Linked DNA regions of Zea mays: region 1 is linked to region 2. A link is a contact called in public Hi-C data. All regions are on one chromosome and are shown on one strand. The core of a region is the stretch at or near the end of the contact, and the rest is flanking DNA. Distances in the headings are between cores, read along the strand shown. Region 1 holds the start of LOC100286302 (NEDD8-conjugating enzyme Ubc12-like). Region 2 holds the start of LOC100285949.

Evidence for each region. A called contact is a pair of places that touch in the nucleus more often than the background predicts.
Region 1: a contact with region 2 is called in a Hi-C map of tassel, with 2.2 times the contacts expected there. The contact joins the promoter of LOC100286302 here to the promoter of LOC100285949 in region 2. A contact is called at or near these places in 2 of 25 Hi-C or Micro-C datasets (ear and tassel).

Annotation. Positions count from the first base shown.
Region 1 is chr6:96,590,881-96,597,735 of Zm-B73-REFERENCE-NAM-5.0, reverse strand. It overlaps LOC100286302 (NEDD8-conjugating enzyme Ubc12-like), which reads left to right and starts at 4,494. Exons shown (of 8, transcript NM_001159189.1): 1 at 4,494-4,580; 2 at 4,852-4,910; 3 at 6,325-6,735.
Region 2 is chr6:96,086,730-96,093,073 of Zm-B73-REFERENCE-NAM-5.0, reverse strand. It overlaps LOC100285949, which reads right to left and starts at 1,464. Exons shown (of 17, transcript NM_001366738.1): 1 at 1,241-1,464; 2 at 172-276. The coding sequence starts at 1,330.

The sequences.
Region 1 (6,855 bases), core at 3,245-5,744, 500 kb before region 2:
CACTTCAACTCCCAAGCCACCTCTATACTCCTCGCTTCCTTGTGTTCAGAGGAGTACAATAAGGTGCAAGGGTTGAAGAGTGTCAAAGAAATTTGGGACGTCCTCAAGACGACGCATGAAGGGGACGAGGTGATCAAAATCACCAAGCGCGAAATGATCAAGGGAGAACTCGGTCGATTCGTCCTCAACAAAGGAGATGAGCCACAAGCAATGTACAACCGGCTCAAGACGATGGTTAACCAAGTCCGTAATCTCGGGAGCACCAAGTGGGATGACCATGAAATGGTCAAGGTTATTCTAAGATCTCTTGTCTTTCGTAATCCCACTCAAGTGCAACTAATCCGTGGAGATCCTAGATATAAACAGGTGTCTCCCGAGGAAGTGATCGGCAAGTTTGTGAGCTTTGAACTTATGATCAAAGACTCCAAACATATTGTCAACTTGGAGCAAGGCACCACCTCTGCACCCAAGGTGCAACCCGTTGCATTCAAAGCAACGAAAGAAAAGAAGGAGAGTCTACACTAACAAGTAGACTCCCAATCGACGCCTCCAAACTTGACAATGAGGAGATGGCTCTTATCATCAAGAGCTTTTGTCAAATCCTCAAACAAAGGAAGGGGAAGGACTATAAACCCCGTTCCAAGAGGGTTTGCCACAGGTGGGTAAGTCTGGTCATTTTATCGCTAAATGTCCATATACAAGTGATAGTGACAGGGACAACGGCAAGAAAGGGAAGAAGAAGATGGAAAAGAAAAGATACTACAACAAGAAGAAGGGTGGTGAGGCACACATGGGTTGGGAATGAGACTCCGACGAGAGCTCCACCGACTCCTTCTCCGACGTGAACGCCGCCAACATCGCTGTTAACAAAGGCCTTCTCTTCCCCAATGTCAGCCACAAATGCCTCATGGCTAAGGATGGCAAAAATAAGAAGGTACATTCTAGAGATACCCCCAAATACACTACTTCCGATGATGAGGGTAGCTCTAGTGATAATGATGATGATTTAACTTCTTTTTTTGCAAACCTTACCGAAGAACAAAAGAAGAAAATTAATGAATTGATAGAAACCATTAACGAGAAGGATGATATATTGGAATGCCAAGAGGACTTGCTCGTTAAGGAGAATAAGAAATTTATTAAGCTTAAAGATGTCTATGCCCTTGAAGTAGAAAAATGTGAAAACTTGTCTAAAGAGCCTAATATTTGCAATGATTCAATTTCTTGTCTTAGAACTGAAAATGTTAGTTTAATTGCTAAGATTGAAGAATTGAATGCTTGCAAACCCTCTACAACTACTATTGAGCATGTCACTATTTGCACTAGATGTAGAAATGTTAATGTTGATGCTATGAATGATCACCTTGCTATGATTAAAGAACAAAATGATCACATAGCTAAATTAAATGCTAAAATTGCCGAGCATGAACTAGAGAATGAAAAAAATTAAATTTGCTCGTAGTATGCTTTATAGTGGGAGACGCCCTGGCATTAAGGATGGCATTGGTTTCCAACAAGGAAAGCAACATCAAGCTTAATGCCCCAAAGAACAAGCTTTCAAACCTTGTTAAGGGCAAGGCTCCCATGGTTCAGGATAGGGAAGGTTACAATTTATACCCTGAGAACTATCTTGAGCACAAAATTAGAAGAATTCATGCTAGAAAATCTCATTATATTTCTCATCATGCTTATATGTATAGTAATGAGGCTTCTAGCTCTAGGCATTCAACTCATATCAAAATGCTTAAAAAGAGGATTGCTAATGCATCAAATGAACATATCATCTCATTTAAGACTTTTGATGCATCTTTTGTACTTACTAACAAATCAGGCAAGATAGTTGCCAAATATGTTAGGGCAAACACAAGAGCCCAAAGACTTGTGCTTGGGTACCCCGTTTGGCTATACAAGAACAAGGTCTAAAATTGTTTTGTAGATTTATGCATATGGCGGGACAAGTTGGATAATCGATAGCGAGTGCACAAATCATATGACATGGGAGAAAAGGATTTTCTCCTCGTACGAGAAAAATGATGATCCCGAAAGAGCAATCACATTTGGAGATGGAAATCAAGGTTTGGTCAAAGGTTTGTGTAAAATTGCTATATCTGCTGACCATTCCATTTCTAATTTTTTTCTTGTAGATTATTTAGATTACAACTTACTTTCTGTTTCTCAACTATGCAAAATGGGTTACAACTGTCTTTTTACTGATGTTGGTGTTACCGTCTTTAGAAGAAGTGATGATTCAATATCTTTTAAGGGAGTGTTAGATGACCAGCTATATTTAGTTGATTTCAATAATAACAATGATGAACTAGACACTTACTTAATTGCTAAGACTAACATGGATATTGAATAATTTTACTTATAATGTTGAATGATGATTATATTTTTATATTTATATACTATTAAATCACTATATAATTTAATATTATTTATCAAGGTGCAGACCGTGAGCTGAGCTGGATCACGAGGCAACTTCGAGTCGAGCCGAGCTTGTCAACCAACAAGCCGCACTGAGCCGAGCTCGGCTCGTTTCCAGCCTTAGTCATCTCGGTCCATAAACTTTAAAAGTGTATTAGGTCGATCCTTAATTGTTGTTTGGGTCTCAGTTAGGTCTAAATAGATCCTGGTTGATATATGGACTCCAACATGTGTATCTCTTTTATCTCATCGGACATGTGAAAAAGAGAAAAAAAAGATACACAACTGACATGTAAGGTATATATGTTAACCACGATCTGTTTGGATGCAATTGGGACCTAAACAATGATAAAGACTAGAACAATACATTTTAAAAATTTATGAATTATAATAATACAGGACAACATGTGTATCTCTTTTATCTCAGGAAAAGGCTGCTTTGGCAAGGTGGCTCTCAAACAAAGAGAATGCATTTGGTTAATTGGGATACGGTTTGCTCCTCCAAAAGTTTAGGTGGTTTAGGTGTGTTGAATCTAAGTTCTATGAATGACGCTCTGTTGACAAAATGGCTTTGGAATTTGAAAAATTCTAGTGGTTTATGGCAAAGTATAATTGTTGGAAAATATATTAAGGGAAAACCCCTTATCTCAGTTAAACAAAGACAGACTGACTTTCAGTTTTGGAAAAAACTCTTAAGTCTCAGGGAGATTTTCTTTAAGTATTGTAAGATGGTTGTTGGTAATGGTTGTCGAACTAGCTTCTGGAAAAATTTCTGGATTGGTGATGGGCCTCTTGCTGTGAAGTTTCCTATTCTGTTTGATCTGACTATAGATAAAGATATTACGATTAATAAAGTTCTGTCTTCGAATTTTGATGCTCTTTCTTTCAGAAGAAGAATGACGGGCAATCTTCAGGGGTTTTATGATGATTTAGTTGCTTTATGTTCTGATTATAATTTGTCAAATCAAGACGACAACTTATTTGGAACTTGGGCAATAAAGGGTTCACTGTCAATTCTTTATATAAGAAAAATTTGATGGATCAGGTCAAGGTGCCTTATAGATTTCTGTGGAAGTCAAAGTTACCACAGAAAATTAAAGTTTTCTTCTGGTTGGTGATAAGAAATAAAATTCTTACAAAAGACAACCTGAAAAAAAGAAATTGGAAGGGATCTGATGAATGCTGTTTTTGTGGTGGCATGAAATCGATTGATCATTTATTTTTTAAATGCTCTGTTGCCAGATTTGTTTGGAGAGTGGTTCAAATTGCTCTTAATTTGGATTACATTCCAAAAAATATTGAAGAAATCTGTGATAGCTGGATGAAAAATCCTAAAAACAAAATTTCAAACTTATTGATATTTGGCTGTGGTGCTATGTTTTGGGCTATTTGGAGAACCAGAAATGATTGATTTTTTGGTGAAAATTTTTTGATTGACCCTGCTAACATAATATTTCTTTGCTGCTTTTGGTTGGATTCTTGGGCCATTCGACAGAAAGAGAAGGAAAAAATGGTGGTCCAAGGAAGCCAACTCATCCAAAAGATAATAAGTGAAGCGATGAACAGGGCCTTCGGGTGGTGTCCGAGAGATCGTCGTATTACTGGCTGAAGTCTTCGGTTTGGCTCTTGCTGCTTCTTTTGGTGATTAGCGCAACCCAAGTACTTTTGGAAAAACCATATTAGTGGGTTTGTTAAAACTGGGAGTTGTTAGCTGGGTTGCTACTTTTGGCCTTTATCCATTGTAAATAAGCATGGCTTAAAAACTGTGGTGCTGTTTGGACGGTGGTTAGTGGAGTCTGATTTCTGCATTTTTTGATAGATTGTAGAAGTTAGTTCCACTAATTTATCTTTCTGGTGTTGAGTCTTTCTCTAGCGTGCTGGTTTATAATGAACGTGTTCCTATTTTCTAATAAAATAGGGGGCTATGCCCCTTCGTCAAAAAAAAAAACAAGTATGGCCACAAATATATTTTACTCAATAAAATATGTACTCGGAATCGGAAGAACCTACCTTACTTTTCCATCCGCGGAACGACGCACGCGGACGCCTCCTTGTTCCGGGTCCTACTCCCGCCGCCTTCGCCTAAAGAGGCCTCGCCCTCCCCCCTCCGGCGAAAACCGATTCCCTTCCCCGATTCCCTCCGGCGTTTCCTGGTGAGTTTACGCCAGCGCCGACTTCTCCGATCAGGTCCCATCGGTTTTGGGTGCGCGCACCTCGTTTGGCTTCGCGTCGTTCTTCGGTGCGCGCACGCGATTCGTGGATCCGGCGGTCGGATCCCGCGCCGTCCGCAGCGATGGCTGCTCCCCAACCCTTGCTTCTTTGCGCGCACCCCTTCCCCACGGCCTTTTAGTTTTTACATGGAGAGGGGCGACCCTCGCTAGCCGCAGGGTCCCTCTCCATCCTCACCGCTTTCTTCCTCTGCAGGTCCCTTAGTGCAAGCAAGGACACCGCTCCTCTAGCGAGCTCTGTTCTGAAGCGGCAAGGTAAACATGCCTCTCTTAGTCTGCTGGTGTAGTTCTGAAAATAAGTTGTCGGTTTGAACGATGCAAAACTACAACGATCCATATGTACTTCATTGACTAAGTTGGACATGATCAGTATTCCAGTTCTTAAGAAAATAAGGCGGAAGATAACTAAATTCACGATTCTCATAACCGTGTCGTGTGTTATTTTCTAGTAGACTTGATTTAACCATATTCATAGCCTGAGCTGGGTAGAACATGGTTAAGGTTAGTCATAGTTTTGACTTTTGAACATGTTTTTCCTTTCATCCATATACTAACTTGGTGTGTATCTGTCAATTTCTAATTCCAACACAGAGGAACAAACAGTTCCATACGAACTAGGTTAGGCTAGCATATTTTTAAGCAAATGCGAGGATGACAAGATGTTGAAACAAATCAACAACTGATGGTTTCATGAACTTCCCCTGCTCTAAGATTTCACTTTTTTCCGAATTTGTGGTCTTATTTACATTCATGTCTGAATGGTTGAATTGTGCCTCTGCAACCTTTTTCCATAAGGAGGGTGAATTTACTGTGAGTCTTTCTTAGCTGCAGTACTGATTTGGGATCTCTTGAATGTGTAGTAAATTCGCAGAGAGCAACTTAAAACTAGCATTACAAAGTACTAACGTTTAAGCAATCTCTGTCCACAAACACAAAAATCTGAAGGTACTACATTAACTGAGATTGCACATTAATGTTTCCTGAATAAGATTAGCTGCAGTAAATTCTGCAAACTACAGACCTCTTGTAAAATGCATTTTTTTAGTGAACTTAGAAGAGCACAACGTTACTCATCAGAAACCACGACCACTCACCTAGCAGAACTACATGACACAATTCACAAATTTGTATGGAAAAGAAGCTGGTCTTGGTTTGCAAATATTAATTTATCTAAGGCCTAAAACAAACTCGAATCCGATAGATCTAAAAGCTAAGCATTCAGTTAATTTTGCAAACCCATCAGTGATCAACCTACCTAGACACTTTATCATCCTGCATTTACTTAAAGATGCCGGCTTGCCTGTTTTGTATGTATCCATTTGTTCCACTGTGTTTGTGCGCGCGGTAGTGCTACATAATACTTTGAGTTATACACTTATACTGCTATATTTGCTTTGAGCCTTTGAGACTTTTGTTCCAGCTCAGATAATTTCTCCTATTCTTTGTTCTGTATTGGATCTCCTGTCTTAGTGTTGCATTCACTTGCTAAACCAACCAAATTGCTCACTGCAATCAAAATGGGAAAAAAAGGAAATACACATTGGAAAATGCCTAGATATCCATGTGCCCAGGTTCTTCGCAGGTGTCATAGTTTGTCGGGCCACCTTGATAACTTTGGGTAAATTTTAGGGCTTAATCAGATCCATTGCTGGCTGCTTGCCTTGCCCAGGTTTGGCCTTACCTGTTTGCCTCAAGCTTGCCGGCTTGGCTGCCTGGGCAAGCAAATCCTTGCCAATTTAGGCGAGCCAAATTTTCTCTCCTGCATGGACAAGGTTTGCTCACGCGCTCGCATGGCCAGCTGAGCCGTCACTAAATTGGCCACTCCATGCTGTTGCTGGATCGGGATTTGTTATTGCTGAATTGATGGCCATCACTGGACTCAGATAGTCAGGTTTGCCAGCACGGCAGCACCAAATCGACCTCTGCTACCATCAGATTGATGTTCCTAGGCACTGAATTGACCCTCATCACTGTTGAATCGAGCTCTGTTATTGTTGGATCAAGCTACAGTTTGAGGCAAGGCGAGCGATGGCAAGGGAAGAAAACACCTTTGGAAGATTACCTTCCTTTGCCTAGCAAGGTGAGGCGAGCAGGCTAGGCTAATGCTATATACAGCAGCTCTCCTATCACATTTCCTGTCACACCTTCTATTTCAAACTCCACTCTACAAACAGTGCTATCTACATTGCAAAACAGTATT
Region 2 (6,344 bases), core at 215-2,714:
TGCATATATTATAGTGCTACTCCATTGACAAACAAGAGACATCTTGGACATCGGAACGTCTTCATAACATAATTTTACTAACACTTTTGTTATAAAACATTTGTAGAACATAGAAAATATATATTTTTATGAAACTACATTGCACTATGTGTTCTGAGTTTGAATACACACCTGATCAAAGAAGCCTCTTTTATTGTCATCATCGACACCTGGTTCAGGCCAGTGTTCGAACAGGTGAATCTGGCCTTCATTCAACAGCATTTTTGCTAGCTCAACCTAGAATCACCAGGCAACAAGAGCGTTGTAGCAGGAGAAAACAAAAACAGGTGTTTCAATCCATCAATTGAACAAACTTAACAAGACATGTAGCACCAAAGAGACTAGATACACTTTGTTATGAAATAATGGTGAGCAATCATTCAGCCAAACCCAGGGCCCATAGGTACTTCCGTGATTCTTGACCGGGGGCCAAGTTAGATGTACATCAGTTGAGGACCATCTTGCTGAACATGTGAAAAAGTGTAGTAGAACTTAAATTGTTCGCCCAGAGGACCACATTATTTATTTTACTAACAAAAACACTGTTCACAACTGAGAACAGAGGAATGTACAGATGTACCAAATGAATACGAGAAGTCGAGAACCATGCTCCCTAATCGCATTGTGGGCCTGTGGCAGGAGCAGAGGGTGGCTGAATTTTAAACACAGCAGTACGACACTAGCACTATTTTAGGAACCAGTAGTCACCATCACGAGAACCACAGAATTCAACTCCGTTTATTCTAAAATTGCTGTGTCATGAGGGTAAATTGTAGCGGTGGAGGCGGGTCCACTTCGCCCCCACCGGACGGGCACCGTCGCCACGTGAGGGGAGTTCAAATATGACAGTGAGCCGAGGTAGTTGGCGTACCGTCCGCTCGTCCGTCATCTGATCATCAGGCCCTACCCCTAAACTCATCCAATCTAATCAGTAATAATCGCCTACGCGGGATGCGAACAAACTGCCAAGTCAAATCAAATCAAATCAGACGGCTGAGCGTCCACACACACACGCGCGGGGCGGAGCATCGCGTCCGACGAAGCCACGGAATTTGGAACCCGCGGCGAGCGGAACGAGACGTGAGATCGGCGCGATTCGAGCGTCGCATCTACTACTAGCACGAGCAAATCAACAGGCAACAGCAACAGAAGGGCGCGCGACCTCTTCCGCACATATAACAGACTAGCAGGCGTCGCTGACCTCGTCGGGCGAAAGCAGCTGCAGGTTCCGCCGCAGCGGGGGGCACGCCGCCGCCCACTGGCCGTAGCCGGCGTCGGTGCCCGGAGCCATCGCGGGCGAGGAGGCTGAACAGAAGGGCGGAGGAGGCGAGCCGCGTCGCGTCGGTGACTGTCAGTTGCGTCGTCTGCGGAGGCGGCGCGGGCAGTGGTGGGATTCGTCGGCTCCGAAGGATCGCGCTGCCAACGCGAGACGCGTAGGAAGGAAATCGAAAACGGTTTCCTTTCTTTAAATGATAATGATGGTAGCCGAAAGTAAACTATATAGCCGACTTCGGGCATGGATGGGCCGCGTCACCCAGCCCGGGCGCGGGGCGCGACGTGCTGCCACCCGGCCCGTTGCGTCATGGGCCGCGTGGAAATCTCTACAACTATTAAGAGCAAAGTATAGACTGCCCCCGCCCTCACCAGCCCACGCCGCGAAACCCGCGCCCCCCCCCCCCCCCGCCGCGATTCACCGCCCGCCCGCGGATCCAGCGTCGCTGTAGCAGCACCCCGCGCCCGGCTCCGTCTTCCTCCTCATCCTCGACGTCGCCGTAGCAGCACCCCGCGCCCGACTCCGTTCGTCGGCGAACCCTCTTCCCCCGCCCCACCGCAGTCCCGGCCAAGAGATCCGGCCGACCCCGGTGAGCTCTCTCGCCGTGCGCACACCTCGCCGAGTGTAACCGCTTTCCTCGTATGGCCCGTGCCTCGCAGGTCGCTCGGACTCGGAGGCCGGCGAGCCGCTCGTTCTGGGCGCCGGGATGCTGCTCGTCCATCTCCGCGCGGCGGACCGGTGGGAGCGCGTGGCCGCGGTGCTGCCCGGGAGGACGGTGGCCGACATTGCGGCGCACTACGACGACCTGGAGGTCGCTGTCGGCTCCATCGAGGCCGGCTTCGTGCCCTTCCCCCGCTACGGCGGCTGCGGCGGTGGCGCTGTTAGCTGTGTATGCGATCGTACACGCAGATGAGCAAGGAGGACGAGGTTCTCGCCACTACGCCCAACAGGTGTTTGATGAATTGCTTCAACCTCATACACAGTGCTTTCAGCTGGGATGCAGTTCCACATCGGCAACCTTGGCCACCACCACATTTGCACTGTGAGTTTGGGTGTGGCCGTGCTAATTTACGTCCAATCCCATGGTCTTCTTTCACCATAGGGGTTTATGAGGTTCTCAAGTTATACACTGGTAACTACAATCAGTATGTTCTAACTCACTCTGAGCTTGAATAGAATCAAATGAAGCAGTACAAATGGGAGCAGGAACTCATCAACGAAGTACTGCCAGTAGAAAGTTGTCGACCTGTGTTATGTGTGCCTGTGGATTTTGCACTCTGATGGGTGCACAGAGGCGAATGCTTGCTCGTCGCCACCTTGCGGTTGCTGCTATGATGAGGAATTGAAAATGCATGGTCGGAAGTGGACACAGCTACTACACTGCATCTTCGAGGTACTTGAGAGCACCTAGAGGGGGGGTGAATAGGTGATCATGTAAAAGTTCAAAACTTAAGCCACAAAAACTTGTTAAGGGTTAGCACAAGTATGGCCAAGTGGCTAGAGAGAACTCAAAACACGATAACCACAAGAAAGCAATCACAGAGTTGACACGGTGGTTATCCCGTGGTTCGGCCAAGTACAAAACTTGCCTACTCCACGTTGTGGCGTCCCAACGGACGAGAGTTGCACTCAACTCCTCTCAAGTGATCCAATGATCAACTTGAATACCACTGTGTTTTTCTTTCCTTTGATCTTTTCCCGTTTGCGAGGAATCTCCACAACTTGGAGTCTCTCGCCCTTACAATTGAGTTCACAAAGAAATACGGAGTAAGGTGGGAATGAGCAACGCACACAAGACTCGAAAATCAGAGCAACAACACGCACACAAGTCGCAACAAGAGCTCGCAACGCAACACAAAGAGTTCACAACTCCACAAGAGCTCTATATGCTATCACAATGAAACGAATGCGTGAGATTGATGTCTTGGTGCTTAGAAGAGTTGTAGGAATGCTTGGTGTACTCCTCCATGCGCCTAGGGGTCCCTTTTATAGCCCCAAGGCAGCTAGGAGCCGTTGAGAGCACATCTGGAAGGCTATCCTTGCCTTCTGTCGTCGGGCGCACCGGACAGTCCGGTGCACACCGGACACTGTCCGGTGCCCGATTTATTTCCTTAAATGGCGAAGCCGACCGTTGCCGACCGTTGCAGATCTGGCGCACCGGACAGTCCGGTGCACACCGGACAGTCCGGTGCTTCCTTCCGACCGTTGGCTCGGCCACGTGTCGCGCGCCGATCGCGCGGCCGACCGTTGGCCCGGCCGACCGTTGGCTCACCGGACAGTCCGGTGAATTTTAGCCGAAGTCGCCGGAGCAAAACCCGAGAGCGGCCTCTTCGGCTGGGGCAGCCTGGCGCACCGGACACTGTCCGGTGCACCACCGGACAGTCCGGTGCCCCAGACCGAAACAGCCTCTTGGCTGTACACAGCCAAGTCTTCTCTTCTCTTCTTCTTTCTGTTTCTAACACTTAGACAAGAATATTAGTACACAAAACCAATGTACTAAGGCTTAGAAACATACCTTTACTTGTGATTTACACTTTGTTCATCCATGGGCACATTTTCACATTTAAGCACTTGTGTTTGCACTCAATCACCAAAATACTTAGAAATGGGCCAAGGGCACATTTCCCTTTCAATCTCCCCCTTTTTGGTGATTTATGCCAACACAACATAAAGCAAGTGGAACAAGTGCAAAATCACTTCAAATAAAAACTCAAATTGGTTTTGATTCAATTTTGGCATATATGGATCACCCTTTGCCACCACTTGGTTTGTTTTTGCAAATCAAACTCAAATCTCTATCTCTAAGTCAAACACACATGATGAAGTATAAAGAGAGTCATTCCAAAAGAGATTGATCAAAGATTTCAAAAACTCCCCCTATTTCCCATAATCAACACTTCTCCCCACAAGAAGCCAACTTTTGACAAGAGACGCAATAAAAGAGTTTTGCTAAAACAAAAAACTCTATTCTACTGTTTTCAAAATCTCTCAAGTGGTAGCTGATCCATTTATCGCTTTGGCCTTTATTTTCTCCCCCTTTGGCATCAAGCACCAAAACGGGATCAATCTTGGCCCTTTTTAACCCCATTGCCTCACCAAAGTCTTCAATTAAGAGCAAATGGCAATAAGATTTCATGAGATGAACTTGGAATTAGTTACCCTCTCATCGGAGTGCAGTGGAAGTCTTTCATGGTCCAAGTCCACCTTTTCCCTTTCAATCCTCCTTCGAGACTAAATTATCAAACTCAAGCACATGGTTAGTCTCAAAGGGTCAAGTTGTAACACATCTCCCCCTAAACATGTGCATCACTTTGCAACGGACTTGTGAGGTCCAGGGAGTGTTTGTACAACTTGAGCACCATAATAAGCAACAAAATGCAGAATGAACATGATCAAAGGCATAAACACATGTATGCTACAATTCAATCCAAGTTCCGCGAATCTAAGACATTTAGCTCACTACGCAACCTGCAAAAGGTCTTCTCATCTAGAGGCTTAGTGAAGATATCGGCTAGCTGGTTCTCGGTGCTAACATGAAACACTTCGATATCTCCCTTTTGCTGGTGGTCTCTCAAGAAGTGATGCCGGATGTCTATGTGCTTTGTGCGGCTGTGCTCAACAGGATTCTCCGCCATGCGGATAGCACTCTCATTATCACATAGGAGTGGGACTTTGCTCAGATTGTAGCCAAAGTCCCGGAGGGTTTGCCTCATCCAAAGTAGTTGCGCGCAACACTGACCTGCGGCAACGTACTCGGCCTCAGCGGTGGATAGGGCAACGGATGTTTGTTTCTTAGAGTTCCATGACACCAGGGACCTTCCTAAGAATTGGCACGTCCCCGATGTACTCTTCCTATCGACCTTACATCCAGCATAGTCGGAGTCTGAGTATCCAACTAAGTCAAAGGTAGACCCCTTTGGATACCAGAGCCCGAAGCAAGGCGTAGCAACCAAATATCTAAGAATTCGCTTCACTGCCACTAAGTGACACTCCTTAGGATCGGATTGAAATCTAGCACACATGCATACGCTAAGCATAATATCCGGTCTACTAGCACATAAGTAAAGCAAAGAACCTATCATTGACCGGTATGCTTTTTGATCAACGGACTTACCTCCTTTGTTGAGGTCGGTGTGTCCGTCGGTCCCCATCGGAGTCTTTGCGGGCTTGGCGTCCTTCATCCCAAACCGCTTTAGCAGATCTTGCGTGTACTTCGTTTGGGAGATGAAGGTGCCGTCCTTGAGTTGCTTCACTTGGAACCCAAGGAAGTAGTTCAACTCGCCCATCATCGACATCTCGAATTTCTGCGTCATCACCCTGCTAAACTCTTCACAAGACTTTTGGTTAGTAGAACCAAATATTATGTCATCGACATAAATTTGGCACACAAACAAATCACCATCACACGTCTTTGTAAAAAGAGTTGGATCGGCTTTCCCAACCTTGAAAGCATTAGCAATTAAAAAGTCTCTAAGGCATTCATACCATGCTCTTGGGGCTTGCTTAAGTCCATAGAGCGCCTTAGAGAGCTTACACACGTGGTCGGGGTACCGTTCATCCTCGAAGCCAGGGGGTTGCTCCACGTACACCTCCTCCTTGATTGGCCCGTTGAGGAAAGCGCTCTTCACATCCATTTGGTACAACCTGAAAGAATGGTGAGCGGCATATGCTAGCAAGATACGAATGGACTCTAGCCTAGCCACAGGAGCGAAAGTCTCCTCAAAGTCCAAACCTGCGACTTGGGCATAACCTTTTGCCACAAGTCGAGCCTTGTTCCTCGTCACCACCCCGTGCTCGTCCTGTTTGTTGCGGAACACCCACTTGGTTCCCACAACATTTTGCTTCGGACGAGGCACCAGTGTCCAAACTTCATTGCGCTTGAAGTTGTTTAACTCCTCTTGCATGGCCAACACCCAGTCCGGATCTAGCAAGGCCTCTTCTACCCTGAAAGGCTCAATAGAAGAGACAAAAGAGTAATGCTCACAAAAATTAACTAATCGAGATCGAGTAGTTACTCCCTTGCTAATGTCAC